Linked DNA regions of Mus musculus: region 2 is linked to region 1. Evidence: chromatin contacts called from public promoter capture Hi-C data. All regions are on one chromosome and are shown on one strand. The core of a region is the stretch at or near the end of the contact, and the rest is flanking DNA. Distances in the headings are between cores, read along the strand shown.

What was found. Promoter capture Hi-C pulls out the DNA fragments that hold promoters and counts their contacts.
Region 2: a contact with region 1 is called in a promoter capture Hi-C map of liver, with 1.9 times the contacts expected there. The contact joins two enhancer-like sites. A contact is called at or near these places in 1 of 39 promoter capture datasets (liver), 1 of 115 datasets of contacts at active chromatin or transcription factors (bone marrow-derived macrophages) and 2 of 9 other capture datasets (adipose tissue and pancreatic islet).

Annotation. Positions count from the first base shown.
Region 1 is chr9:121,563,906-121,570,614 of GRCm38.p6, forward strand. No RefSeq gene overlaps it. Among named protein-coding and RNA genes, the nearest start is that of Lyzl4, 20 kb to the right of the region's middle. Within about 2 kb of position 2,691, at least 8 of the 459 cell types and tissues checked have an H3K27ac peak or open chromatin away from gene starts, as enhancers often do. A contact at or near this core is called in liver, where this site is marked.
Region 2 is chr9:121,722,556-121,729,264 of GRCm38.p6, forward strand. It overlaps Nktr (natural killer tumor recognition sequence), which reads left to right. Exons shown (of 17, transcript NM_010918.2): 3 at 4,761-4,835; 4 at 6,023-6,130. Among named protein-coding and RNA genes, the nearest start is that of Nktr, 6.7 kb to the left of the region's middle. Within about 2 kb of position 2,991, at least 5 of the 459 cell types and tissues checked have an H3K27ac peak or open chromatin away from gene starts, as enhancers often do. A contact at or near this core is called in liver, where this site is marked.

The DNA.
Region 1 (6,709 bases), core at 1,441-3,940:
TGACCATAGAGGCCAAAAAAGTGCCAGATTCCCTGAAACTGGAGTTATAGGCAGGTGTAAGCTGCCTGATACGAGTGCTGAGAATCAAACTAAAAGATCCTGACAGAGAGTAAAAAATTATTTAAGCCCCTAGACCTGTGTCCAAAATAGCCCATTGTTCCAGGATGCCAGGTGTTTGTGGTTTTTCTGTCTTTATAAACCCCTTACCCCTGAGCTCGTGGTCGACTCCTCTACCCCTGCATGGGATATGAGTCGTCCCCAGTGCACTGGTCTTTCCTGAATAAACCTCTTGTAGTTTGAATCAAGACCATTTCTCGTGATTTGGGGTGTTGCCTCTCCTGAGTCGAACATGGGGGAGTCCTCACGTTGTGGGTCTTTCAAAACCTGGGTCCTATGCAAGAGCAGCAAGTCCTCTTAATCAGTGACTCATCTCTCAAAGACCCCATTTTTCCAATGTGTACTTGTATCTGTGTCATTTATGGTGGTGGTGTGTGTGTATGTGTGTGTGCCTGGTATGCATGAATTGTGTGTGCATATGTGTGATATGTGTGTTAGTGTGATGTATGTGTGTGTGTGTGTTTGTGTGGTGTATGAGATAACACCAGGTGTCCTTCTCTATCCCTCTCCACCTTTTTCTCTTGAGGCAGCGTATGTCACAGAACCCAGAGCTAGGCTAGCAGCTAGTGAGTCCCAATGTGCCTCCTGTCTTTAACCCCCATTGTATTGCGGTTATAGATGTGCTGTTATAGGGTATTTATGTGGGAGCTGGGGTCTGAGCTTGGGCTCTCATGCTTGCACAGCAAGCGCTCTTACCCACCTCCCCAGCCCAACTCTCTTACCCTCTGAGCTCCTCCCCGAGTTAGGCTGATCCAGCCTGCACTCTGCCTTCTCACAACTTTTATTGAGACTTGTAGGTGATCTCCAGTCCATAAAATATTCTGACATTTTGCAGACCTATCCCCAAGTGTGTCACCACTAACCCTGTCTCTTGGTTCCTAGGACGATAAGAGGTCCCTTAAGGGCTATCTCTGTGCAAAAGGCTGGCCAGCACCCCATGCTGAGGTCAAGGACTACATCTTTCTTGTGGGTTAAGCTGGGCCATTTATTTCTGAAAGCCCTGTCTACACTAGTTAGAACAACGGCTTCTACCACGAGCAAGCAGATTCATTGTTCCCTGCACTAAACACTCTGAGGTTCAGACTCAGTTCCTGCAACAGCATGATGCAAAACTACTGGCTTTGGCTATGTCCTCATTTCACAAGTGAGGAAACGCAAGTGTAGACAGAATATGCAGCAGGCCCCCAAAATCACACCCAGGTACACAATAACAAATTAGAAAGCCAAGAAAAAAAAATGGATAAATCCCTAGAAGTGTGTTCTCAGCCAAGACAGATCAAAGAAATGGAAAGTCTGAATGGACTGACAAAAAGCAAGGAGAGAGAGAGAGAGAGAGAGAGAGAGAGAGAGAGAGAGAGAGAGAGAGAGAGAAGGGAAAGGCCCAGAACTCAGTGCTTGTGTTGCTGGGTCTGATCAAATACATTTTCCAAAGTCTTAAAATTCCCCTGCAAAAGAATCTGAAAATATCTGTTATCAGGGAAATGGCTTTGATATCAAAGCCAGGGAAGGATGCTATAAAAACATAAAACAAAATTGTAGGATGATAACCCTGATTGACCCAGATGCAAAAATCAACAACTAAATCCCAGCAAGGCAAACCCAGCAGCACTGTACAGTAAACAGACCTTTTCCCTGATCAAGTGTTTCTCATCCCACGACCAAGAGTTTAAGAGGTAAAATTAGTGTTAACCAAAGGGCCAAGACCACAGGGGAATCTAGCAGAGACTAAAGGTATTCAGCAAAGTCCCGCATAAATTAATGGCTCCGAGATTAAGATCACTGTCCGCTCCCGAACACTTAGGCTTGACTCCCAGCACCCATATGGCATCTCACAATAGTCTGTAACTCTAGTTCCAGGAGATCTGACGCCCTCTTCTGGCTTCCTCAAGCACTACATGCATGCAACCAAAACACCCTAACATGTAAAATAAAATAAAAATAATTTAAAGAAAATCTCTGAAATGTCCTTCACCCCATAAAGGCTCCAGGTAACAAGCCCATGGCTGATATCCCAGTGGAGCTGAAAAGATAAACTCTTTCCTTTTAAATGAGGTGAATTATCTGAAAAGAAATCAAGAAAAAAAATCCCATTCAAAGAATGAGCACACAACCCCTGCCATGTGAATTCTCTCTCCCCTTTCTCTTGTCCCTGTCTCTCTCAGGTGGGCGAGCACACACACTCTGCTACATGAATTCTCCCCTCCTCTCTCTCCCCTCACTTGTCCCTGTCTCTCTCTTGGGTGTACTGTGGTAGGTGAGCACACACACTCTGCCATATAAAGACACAGAAAGCCAGGAAGCTTCCACAGACACCAGTGTCCTGGTGTCCATCTCCAGAACTGTGAGAAATAGCATTTGTTGCTTGAGTGGGACCGATCGGGTGCAACCCCTGGATAGGCCATGTTACTTGTCTTGGTCCTTCTGTCATGTAAACTGCTTCTTCTCCTCAGCTTTGTATCTGGCCATGTTGTTGACTCCGGGCAGTGGGCTGTCAGTGGGTGCAGCATGAACAGTGGCTTGAATACGTGTGTATGTGATTGGCTGGCCTTCTTGCCTCTGCCGTGGAATGAACTTTGCTCCTTGGAGCAGAGTCAAACCCAATTTCCAGCTAAACACAGGTCGGATCCAGTGACCTACAGACTTGAGAGATAAAAACAAATGCCTGCCGTTGTGTAACAACATTGAAAGGGACACTGAAAAGCCACTGGGGAACTCAAGGCCATTGGTGGGTTCTTTTGGGAACAGTGAGGTTTGCCACAGGGCTGTCTGGCATTGTTGATGTCTTCTACAGCTGATTGTATGACCCTGCGTCCCCTATCTGGAGTCATCCAGATAGGGGACGCAGGGAGCTAGCTTGGGAGGAAGGCTCAGAAGGTGGCTCACTCTTCTGATTCACACAGTGTCCGTTGACCCCATTCATTTTATACACGTCCATCCTGAGTACATCCCCAAATCCGTCTCTGCCAGATTTCAATCTAATATTAATCCATGTAAAGAAAACTTTCCCTTCAAAGGGATTAACTAAAACCAGCATATTATTTCAGAATTTCACTTAGAAATAATGAAGGGATGAACCAGGCCATTTTCCTTGCTGGCGCCGTTAAGCGCTCAAAGCCAATGACTCCAGAAGAAAACAAAATTCAACACTAAAATGGCAGCACATCTGGAAGGGGCAAGAATTTACTGCTGAGACAAATTGGAATGTTCTAGAAGGGAATCCGACACTGCCCAAAGTTACCTAAAATTGAAAGCATTTAAAAGGATGGCTCTGGATCTCTGACTCCTTTGCAGGGTCCTTGCTACTGTGTGGAGAGCGTGGGGGAACGTTCTGCAGGAGTCTGCTCCGCCCAGGACCTTTGACCTCTGCGGAGACTCAGAGGCTCAGCCCAGTTCTTGCTTTACCCTGGAGCCCACATGGACTTGAGCATCCTCAACCAAAGCACATAAAGCTGAAATTGGGTCTTTCTGTGAAGAGAGAAAGTGCCCGTGAGACTACCATGTTGCTTTCTAACAAGCACTTTAGACTGTCCAAATGCAGCAAAGCAGACTGTGACCGTTAGGGTCTACAGGGGAAAAGAAATACCAATATAGATCTAAATAAAAACAACAAGAGAGACGAAAGCATTCAGACCCAGCTCCATCTGAGTCATATACATGTCTCATCTCCCTCAGAATCATAAAGCATTGAATGATGCCCAGTGCTGAGGCCCCCAGATTCTAATTGAGAGCGGTAGCTAGTATTCATGGCTGGCTTCTCCAGCTGTGTCAGATCCTGATGTCTCTCTTCCCCTGTTCAACAGTTTTAGAAAGAGATTCCATAATCTGCTGTTAATATATGTTATCCGAGCAGTGTGGGGATCGTGTGTGTGCCCTTGCCTGTGCCTGTGCTGTTACAGATGAGTTGTCTTGGTTCAGGTGGAGATGGCTGTCCGCAGACCGTCATTTATCAGGCTTGCAGTTGGCTCAAGATCACATGTTATACTCATATCAACATCAATATCATTGTTGTTACTATTGAGGGGTTTGAATAGGAATGGCCCCGGTAGACTCATGAATTTGAATGCTTGGCCCAAGGGGAGTGGCACTGTTAGGAGCTGTGGCCTTGTTGGAGGAGGTATGTCACTGTGGGGACAGGCTTTGAGGTCCCTTATGCTCAAGCTGCACTCAGTGTGGAAGACAGTCCTCTTCTGCTGCCTGTGGATCAAGATGTAGAACTCTCGACTCCTTCTTCAGTACCATGTCTGCCTGCATGCTGCCATGCTTCCCGCCATAATGATAATGGACTAAACCTCTGAAACTGTAAGCCAGCCCTAGTTAAATGTTTTTCTTTTTAAGAGTTGCTGTGGTCCTGGTGTCTCTTCAGAACAATAAGAACATTAAGACACTACCTACAATTTAAAACATTTAAAAAATATTATGAGTGTTCTGCCTGCATTGATATCTATGCACCACTTGCATGCAGAGGAGAAGAATTTTAATCCAGCAACATGGCTGGTCTGGCAACAAAACAGTTAACAAGTATGCTGATCCCTTCCGTGGAAACAGCTCAGAGACTGGATAAGACATGAATGTCTCTGCCCTAGGCAATAAATCTTTTTTGGCTACTTAATCCTCATGAGCTTGCCTCATTTCTTATGGCAAGGTTGGAGGTTTACAGTTTGGTTATGCAATCCAAATGGACTCATAAAAATTGACAAATGCCTTTCATCTGCTCAAGCACAGAGCAGGGATTCATTATTAGCTGATGTGTGCATACTGTACATTCCATACATATGCTATATTAATGCAGAAATGCACCTACAATATTACTTTTAAAAGTTTGTGCATTTTTAGAGCAAAAGGACCAGACTGACCAGTGAAGACAAAGCAAGCAGCTGAGGTGATCCAGCCTCACAGACTGCCTCCGCTGCTGTTTCCTCAAAAACTGCATCCAGGACCACTTCAAAGCAGCCTGCTTCAGCCAGGACTTCAGTTAAGCCCTTCACTGTCCTAGCCCACACAGCCTGGACTGCAAGTTAACCACCAGCTCTCCCAGGACTTGCCCATACCCAACTTTCCTAGGGTCTCCCAAAGACGCCTTTGACCCCAACAGCGGGAAGCAATCTTCAGAACACAATGCACTCATTCCCAGAGGGTGGTTTGGGTCCTTTGGTGGGCTACGGATATTTATTGTTTGCAGAGAGCTGGTTGCAAGTTGTTATTAGTCATGGTCAGGGGGGAAAGAAAATAAAGGAGGTTAATTTAAGGATCTCTCTCTCTCTCTTTCCCCCTCTTACTGTCTCTCCTATCTAATGTTAGGTAGAGAAAGAGGAAGAGGGGGTGTAAGAACAAAAATGGTGGATACTTGGTAGGAAAAGAAAGATGGATTATTGTACCTTCTTTTAGACTAGAAAAAAAACAAGTCTCAAATATTTTAGATTGCCATAGATTTTTTGTATGTTGATAGAAATGTAAGGTTATATTTGCTATAATTATATACTGTATATAGGATCCAACTCTTGTTTAAGGTACTGTATACATATAACTCACTAAAAAATATAATGTAAAGTTCTAGTCTTATGAAAGTTAATATTATAAATTGTTTAGGGCAATTAAGAAATGCAAGTTAATAGTCACCTATTATATATAATTTGTAGTCATGTTGGGTGCTGATTTAGTTTAATTGCAGAATTAAGCTTTATTTGGCCTCCTGTATATGTCTTCAAAGTTAAGCAGAAAGTAAGTAGCGAGAAACAAGCAACATCTGTCTATTTAGATGCTTTAGATAGATAGGTGGTCCTCGAACACTTCAGAGACCTGTAGATTGCGCATCAGGATGGCAGATTTGAAAACCTTGATGCTGAAGTGGACATTTGCTAAAGGATGGATGGTTAGGACTGCAGTTAAGAAGGATCATTGTACCAACGGATCTTCATGAGGACAAAGACTGTTACATTTGTGGGACTGATAATGTTTCTGTTGTAACAGTTAAACTGTGTATAATTTTTAGCTTAAACAGAAAGGGGGAAGATGGAGAAGAATTTTAATCCAGAAACATGGCTGCTCTAGCAAGGGATCACATCCAAATATATGATCTGGCTGGATCAGACATGCCCTTAGTATATACCTTTCATTTCTAACAGTGGAGATAAGGTTAGTTTGTAGAAGGAAGCAGCCATGTTTGAAAATAACATCTAATTGAGGGACAGACAAAGTGATGAGTCAGAGAAAGATTTGACAGGATGAGTCAGAGGTAGGATACACCCACTCTCATGAGGACAGCACAGGAAAGAGAAGCTACTTAAGAGCAGTGCAGGGAGAGAGAAAAGGGTATAATGTGGTGTGTGTGTGTGTGTGTGTGTGTGTGTGTGTGTGTGTTGTGGTGGGTGGTGTGGTGTGTGTGTGGTACATGGTGTATGTGGGTGTGTATGTGTGTGGTGTGGTGCATGGTGTATGTGGTATATGTATGGTGTGTGGTGTGTATATGTGGTATGGTGTGATGTGTGTGTTGTGTGTGTGTGTGTGGTGTTGTGTGGTATGTGTGTTTTGTGTGTGGTCTGTGTATGGTATGTGGTATGCATGTGTCTGGGTAGGTGGTGGGTGGTGAGTGGTG
Region 2 (6,709 bases), core at 1,741-4,240, 160 kb after region 1:
ATTCCTTTTCTAATATAAAGGATTAATTATATGTTTACATGGGAAGTTTAAATGTATCCTATAAATTTTGATACTCATTTTCTTCAAGTTCAAAATATCTAACTTTTCTCAAGATTGTCTTTAACTCATGAATTTACAAATATTTTTATTTCTAAGTACAGATTAAACATTTTTTATCCAGAATGCTCAAAATGAAAAAGAATTCAGAGATCACATTTTATTTTAAATTTTGGAAACCTTTGCATATATTAAATAAAGATGTTTTGGAGAATATGCATATGACATGAGGGTAATTTTTGTATTGGTAACCACCAATGCAAAAATTCTGTGGGAGGGGGTGGTGGTGGGGGGTGTTGTGACTGCTACTGTATCAGGTAGAAATTTTTCACTTGTGGTATCATGTGAAAATGAAAGAACTGGACTCTTTTGAATAGGATACTTAACTTTTTATTCCACTCCTATCCTTTTTTTCTTTTTTGAGATAGGGTCTTTCTATGAAGTTCTGGCTGTCCAGGAACTCAATATGTAGACTAGGCTGGCCTTGAATTCACAGAGATCCTCTGCCTTTTGAGTGCCGAAAGCAAATTTTAAAATAAGGTACTTTAAGATCACAAATGACTTTTTTTTTTTTTTTTTTTGGACCACCTCTGTCCTTTAGGTTTAACTACTTTAGACATTATTTCTGTGTTTGGAATTGCCTTTTCATTTTGTTGTGAGATCAGGTCTCGCTGTTTCTCAGGCTAGCCTTAAATTTCTTAAGGCCAATGTGTTGTTCTCTTAATATACATCTTTTTTTTTCCTGATGTATGTCCAAGGGCATTACATCATGACTCTTTACTTTGAAGTACTTTAGTGTGCATGTCTAAGTCTGGGACTATTCTGCCAGGTGTGTGTCCTACAACCCTAATAGCTGAGAGGACGAGGACCAGAGCTCAGAGCAATTGTTCCTACTCTGGCCTTGTGCATACTGGTTTAGCATTCTACCAGCTACAATCCTAGCCCCAAGATGATTTTTTTAACGAGTTTTTTTGCTTTAGGTTTTTTTTTTTTGTTTTTTGTGGACCCAAGAGAAGTATCATAAATCCTTGGCAGTTTATCAGGATGGATAAAAATGGGGATATGATTAAAAGGGATGTTCTACTTTTCTATTTAAGATTCACAAAATACTAATTAAAATCTGTCTGTAGAAAACAGTGGAAGTATTTTAAATTTTTATTAAGAAATTAAGGGGTAATTATGTCAGGCATGTGTGTGTGTTGCTTGTGACCTTCGTCATGACATCGGTCTTTCTGTGGCTCTAGAGACAGTAGTGTGGTAGTTTGTTCACCTTCGTATCTACTCTAAGCGTTAGACTCACTCAGGGTAGATGTGTCGGACCAGATTTGTACTAGGAGAACAGAAATGTCCCTCGCATCTCAGCCTTATTACTAGACATATATGATCTCCACTCTTTAACTGCTCGTGAATTAAATATGAAGTAGAAACTGTGTTGAAGAGAGTTACTAAGTAATATAACTTTGAGAATAGAGTATGGTTTTGTATCATGAATTTAGTGGGATGTATTAATAACAGCACAATTAGGCAGACTTGTTATAACATAGTCAGCCAGGGAAACCAATGGGGGAGTAAACATCCCATGTTTACTGTCCTAGCAGTTATTGAAGAAGGATTTTCTATTACGTTTACTTATTTAATGTGTATGAGTACATGCATGTGGAGATCAGAAGAAAAAATAAGTAGGGGAGTGGGTTCTCCTTTGACAGTGTGGAACCTGGAGATCAAACTCAGACTATCAGGTTTGGCAGCAAGCACTTTGACTTGCTGAGACATCTCAACAGCCCCTCTTTTAGTTTCTTAAGAAGTTAGCCTGGAAGCCGGGCATGGTGGCGCACACCTTTAATCCCAGCACTCGGGAGGCAGAGGCAGGCGGATTTCTGAGTTCGAGGCCAGCCTGGTCTACAAAGTGAGTTCCAGGACAGCCAGGGCTATACAGAGAAACCTTGTCTCAAAAAACCAAAAAAATAAAAATTAAAAAAAAAAAAAAGAAGAAGAAGAAGTTAGCCTGGACTAGAAGATTGTAGGTTTAAGGTTTTCCTGAACTACAAATTGAGTTCATGGCCAGTCTGAGCAACTTAATGGAGACCACATCTCAAAAAGTATAGAGGGCAGGAGCTAATTGGCTAGTCTTAAAGGCTAATGAAGAACTTTTTATTGTTTTTGTATTTTGTGTGTTTGTTTATAGAAAAGCATATGATTGTGACCTTGAAGCCCACCTCAGCCATTTCAGGAGTTTATAAAGATTGATGCCGATATTTTTATTGCACTGGTATTTCCATGTTTCCGATGTTATAGGTATTCTTGAAATATTCTGACATGTATTTATGCACATTGGTCATTTATTACCTAAAAGTTTTTCTTTTTTGTTTTCTTTCTCCATCCTTTTCTTCAAAAAACAGCTACAGCTTTGAATTTGTTTTAGAAATTGATTTAGTTGGAGATTAGACTTAGAGTGTTGACATAAGGAAGTTTCCTTCCATGATGGGCAGTAATGATCCCACTCTTATTCATGATAGTTATCTGTAGTGCAGCCAAGAAGACAGTAGGATAGCTAGAAATATATTAAAACTTTAAGCCGGGCATGGTGGCGCACGCCTTTAATCCCAGCACTTGGGAGGCAGAGGCAGGTGGATTTCTGAGTTCGAGGCCAGCCTGGTCTACAAAGTGAGCTCCAGGGCTGTACAGAGAAACCCTGTCTCGAAAAAACAACAACAACAACAAAAACAAAAACAAAACTTTAGTGATAACAGTAGAACTTGGTTTGTGTTTGTTCTAAACGTGGCTCATGCTTGGTCTACAATAATTTTGATTTATCCCCTCCAACCCCCTTCTCTCTTTGGTTTTGGTTTTTCAAGCAGGGTTTCTCTGTGTGACAGCCTTGACTGTCCTGGTCTTACTGTGTAAACAGGCTGGAGTTGAACACATTGAGATCAGTCTGTCTCTGCTGGGATTAAAGATTAAAGGCATGAGCCTCCATGCCAGGCGCTTATTCTGACTCTTTAAGGAAAATGTCTAAAAGGGAAAGGGTTTTGTAGACTGAAGGAGGAAATGGAGTTAGGAGAGAATTGGAAACTGAAACTTCATTTCTTCGGGGCAGGTGAAATGGCTCAGTGGGAGAAGGTACTTGTTGCTGAGCTGACCCTCTGAATGTGATCCCTGGTACCACATAGTGGGAGGGGAAAACTCATTCTGGCAAGTTGTCTTCTGAATTCAACACATATTCTGTAGTACATGGGGAGCCACCTACCCCAAGGAAAAGGAAATGTAATAAACCTAAATAATTCTTGAAGCAGGTTTATACAGTCAGAACTGTTTTTATAATACTAAAATAGGATTTGCTCTCACAGGGAAATCTCACTTCACTGACCTGAGCACTAATGGAATGGGTGCTTGAGTATTGTGTCATAAAAAAATGTCTTAAGTTTCGATTTATATATGCAATTAACAAGTGTAACCCATAAACAACAGCTTAGTAACTTTTAACAGTTCGAAAGAATCTTGAAACCAGAATTTGAGAACTGTTTTCCAGTGTGTAGTGAGATCAGTTGCAGACTTGTTCCTTCTCATTGCTGTTTATTGTAAGTGGCATCGATTCTTCAGAGCAAATTGTTATCCCCTAGATTTCAGGGAGTAGAACATGAGCATTGAGTTTAGGTGATTGGCTTCAAGTTATCTCAGGAAAGAAAGCACCAAAGAGTATGGGAAAGCTTTCCTTCTAACTACTGATCAGAAAAGACTCTCAAGAGGGTTGTGCTCATTCGTCCCTGACAGGGCCTAACAGGCCACACACTATTAAGAATACTTGGGGGCTGGAGAGACGGTTCAGCGGTTAAGAGTCCCTTACTGCTCTTCCAAAGGTTATGAATTCAATTCCCAGCAACCACATGGTAGCTCACAACCATCTGTAGTGGGCTCTGATGCCCTCTTCTGGTGTGTCTGAAGACAGTGACAGTGTACTCCTATAAATGAAATATATAAATCTTTATTAAAAAAAGAATGCTTGGAGTTGGGAATGTGTATAGAGTACTTGCTGTGCATACCTGTGAGGTACTAAGTTTGATCTTTAGCCTAGCAAAACCAAACATTTTTTAAAAGGTCATTAGTATTAAAGGGATCTAATGTATAAGAAGACCCTGTTTTGTGGCACACGCCTTTTATCCCAGCACTCAGGAGGCAGAGGCAGGCGGATTTCTGAGTTTGAGGCCAGCCTGGTCTACAGAGTGAGTTCCAGGATAGCCAGGGCTACACAGAGAAACCCTGTCTAAAAAAAAACAAAACCAAAACCCTGTTTTAAAAGAACACTTCAGGGCTGGAGAGATGGCTCAGAGGTTAAGATCACCAGCTGCTCTTCCAGAGGTCCTGAGTTCAATTCCCAGCAACCACATGGTGGCTCACAACCATCTTGGGATCTGATGCCCTCTTCTGGTGTGTCTGAAGACACTGACAGTATACTCACAGAGATAAAAAGAAAAATTTAAAAAAACAACAACAACAAAATTTCAGATCCTACAATTTTTGTTCTAGAGCCATAAGTTTAAACACTTTTATTGTATGGGATTGATCTCCAGTACTGTAATTAAAAAAAGAAACAAAGAAAAAAAAACCATACTGTTGTTGGGTACCTTCTAGTTAAGTTCTCTTATATGAAATATTGTTATATTATCAACTTGCTCACTGTTTTTTCCCCTCATATTTTGTTTCAGTTGGTCGAATTATGTTTCAGCTCTTCTCAGACATATGTCCAAAAACATGCAAAAACTTCCTATGCCTGTGCTCAGGTGAGTGAGTTTTTAACTTGTTTTCAATAAGAATGACTGGCTACTTACAGATGTATCTGTTTTAAGGCAGGAGAATGAGAACCTTCATAAATATATAATGAATGCCAGCAAGATTTTGCTGACAGGACCCTGATATAACTGTCTCTTGTGAGGCTATGCCAGTGCCTGGCAAATAACAGAAGTGGATGCTCACAGTCATTTATTTATTGGATGGAACACAGGGCCCCCAATGGAGGAGCTAGAGAAAGCACCCAAGGAGCTGAAGGGGTCTGCAACTCTATAGGAGGAACAACAATATGAACTAACCAGTACCCCGGAGCTCTTGACTCTAGCTGCATATGTAGCAGAATATTAGGCCATCTTCGGGAAGAGAGGCCCTTGGTCTTGCGAAGATTATATGCCCCAGTACAGGGGAATGCCAGGGCCAGGAGGCAGGAGTTTGTGGGTTGGGGAGCAAGGTGGAGGGAGGGTGTAGGGGACTTTCGAGATAGCATTTGAAATGTAAATGAAGAAAATATCTAATAAAAAGAAAACATTAAAAGAATACATACAATGATCTGTTAAGTGAGTTATATAGCTAAAACTTGAATATGATATGAAATATGAATGAAGGAAACATTTCTTAAAAGAGGACAGTATGAAAAAGAAATAATCTTTAAAATGATAAGGATCTATTTTATATAATAAAATCTTTATGTATTAATTCGTCAAATAAGACATTTCAAAATTAATTTGGCCCGGGAAAATGTTGTTATCCAAATTTTAATTCTTTAAATACATTTAGCACTTTTTAAAAATTGCTTTTCATTATGTATCATTGCTTACTCCCTTGCCAAGAAGAATAAAACGGGTTTAATGCTAAACATTTAAAATAGCAAGTTTAATTTTTAAAAACCTATGTTTGAACCAATTTTCTTGTTTTCATTCTTTAGTGAAATAATTCTCTTCATTCTTACCTCCAGTAGCACATAGAATTGTTTCTGGATCAATTTAAAACATACACTGCTTTGCATAATTTATTTTGGTGTGTGTATTATGTATATATGCTACATACATTGTGTCATCTGTCTGTGTCTTACATCTCTCATAGTATCAGCACATGGGAGGGATTTCACCGCAAATTAGTTGGTTGGTTATTCCCGGGGAGTGCTGGGTTTGTAGCTAAACTTCTTTTTTTTTTCCCCCAGGGGAGAAAGGCCTTGGGAAAACAACTGGGAAGAAGTTATGTTATAAAGGTTCTACATTCCACCGTGTGGTTAAAAACTTTATGATTCAGGGTGGGGACTTCAGTGAAGGTAGAGATAAAAGTTATATTCCTAATAAATCCATCCATCAGAATCTCAATATTGCTTTAATTGTAAATATCATGTCACAGAATAATGAGAACATGTATCCACAGTGCATCCTTGTTGGATGAACAAATGTTGCAGATCTAGAATTTGTGAAAAAGTAAAGACTGTAATATTTTATTTTATGTAATTTAGTAACATAATTATCAGAGAGATTACCTTACAGTGTACACCACAGTACTGTCCAATTACATCTATTCTAGAAATTTCTTGGTGTGACTATCTGTTACTTGAAACAGTTTTGTCATAGGGGTCATTTTTCTGATAGTATTTTTCATGATATGTTAAAGATTAAGTGAATGTTCCTAGAGTCACAGAGCTTTTTGGGTTTTTGTTTTATTTGTAGCAATTAAAAGGTTTCAGAGTTCCTTCAACATATTGAAGCCATCAAAAATAATTTATTGGGCTGAAAATGAAGCTGAATGGTGGAACATTTGCTTGGTGTGTCCTAGGCCTTGGTTTCACTTTCAAGTACTGCAATAACAGTAATGATAGTAATAGAGGTGGGTGTGATGGCACACAGCT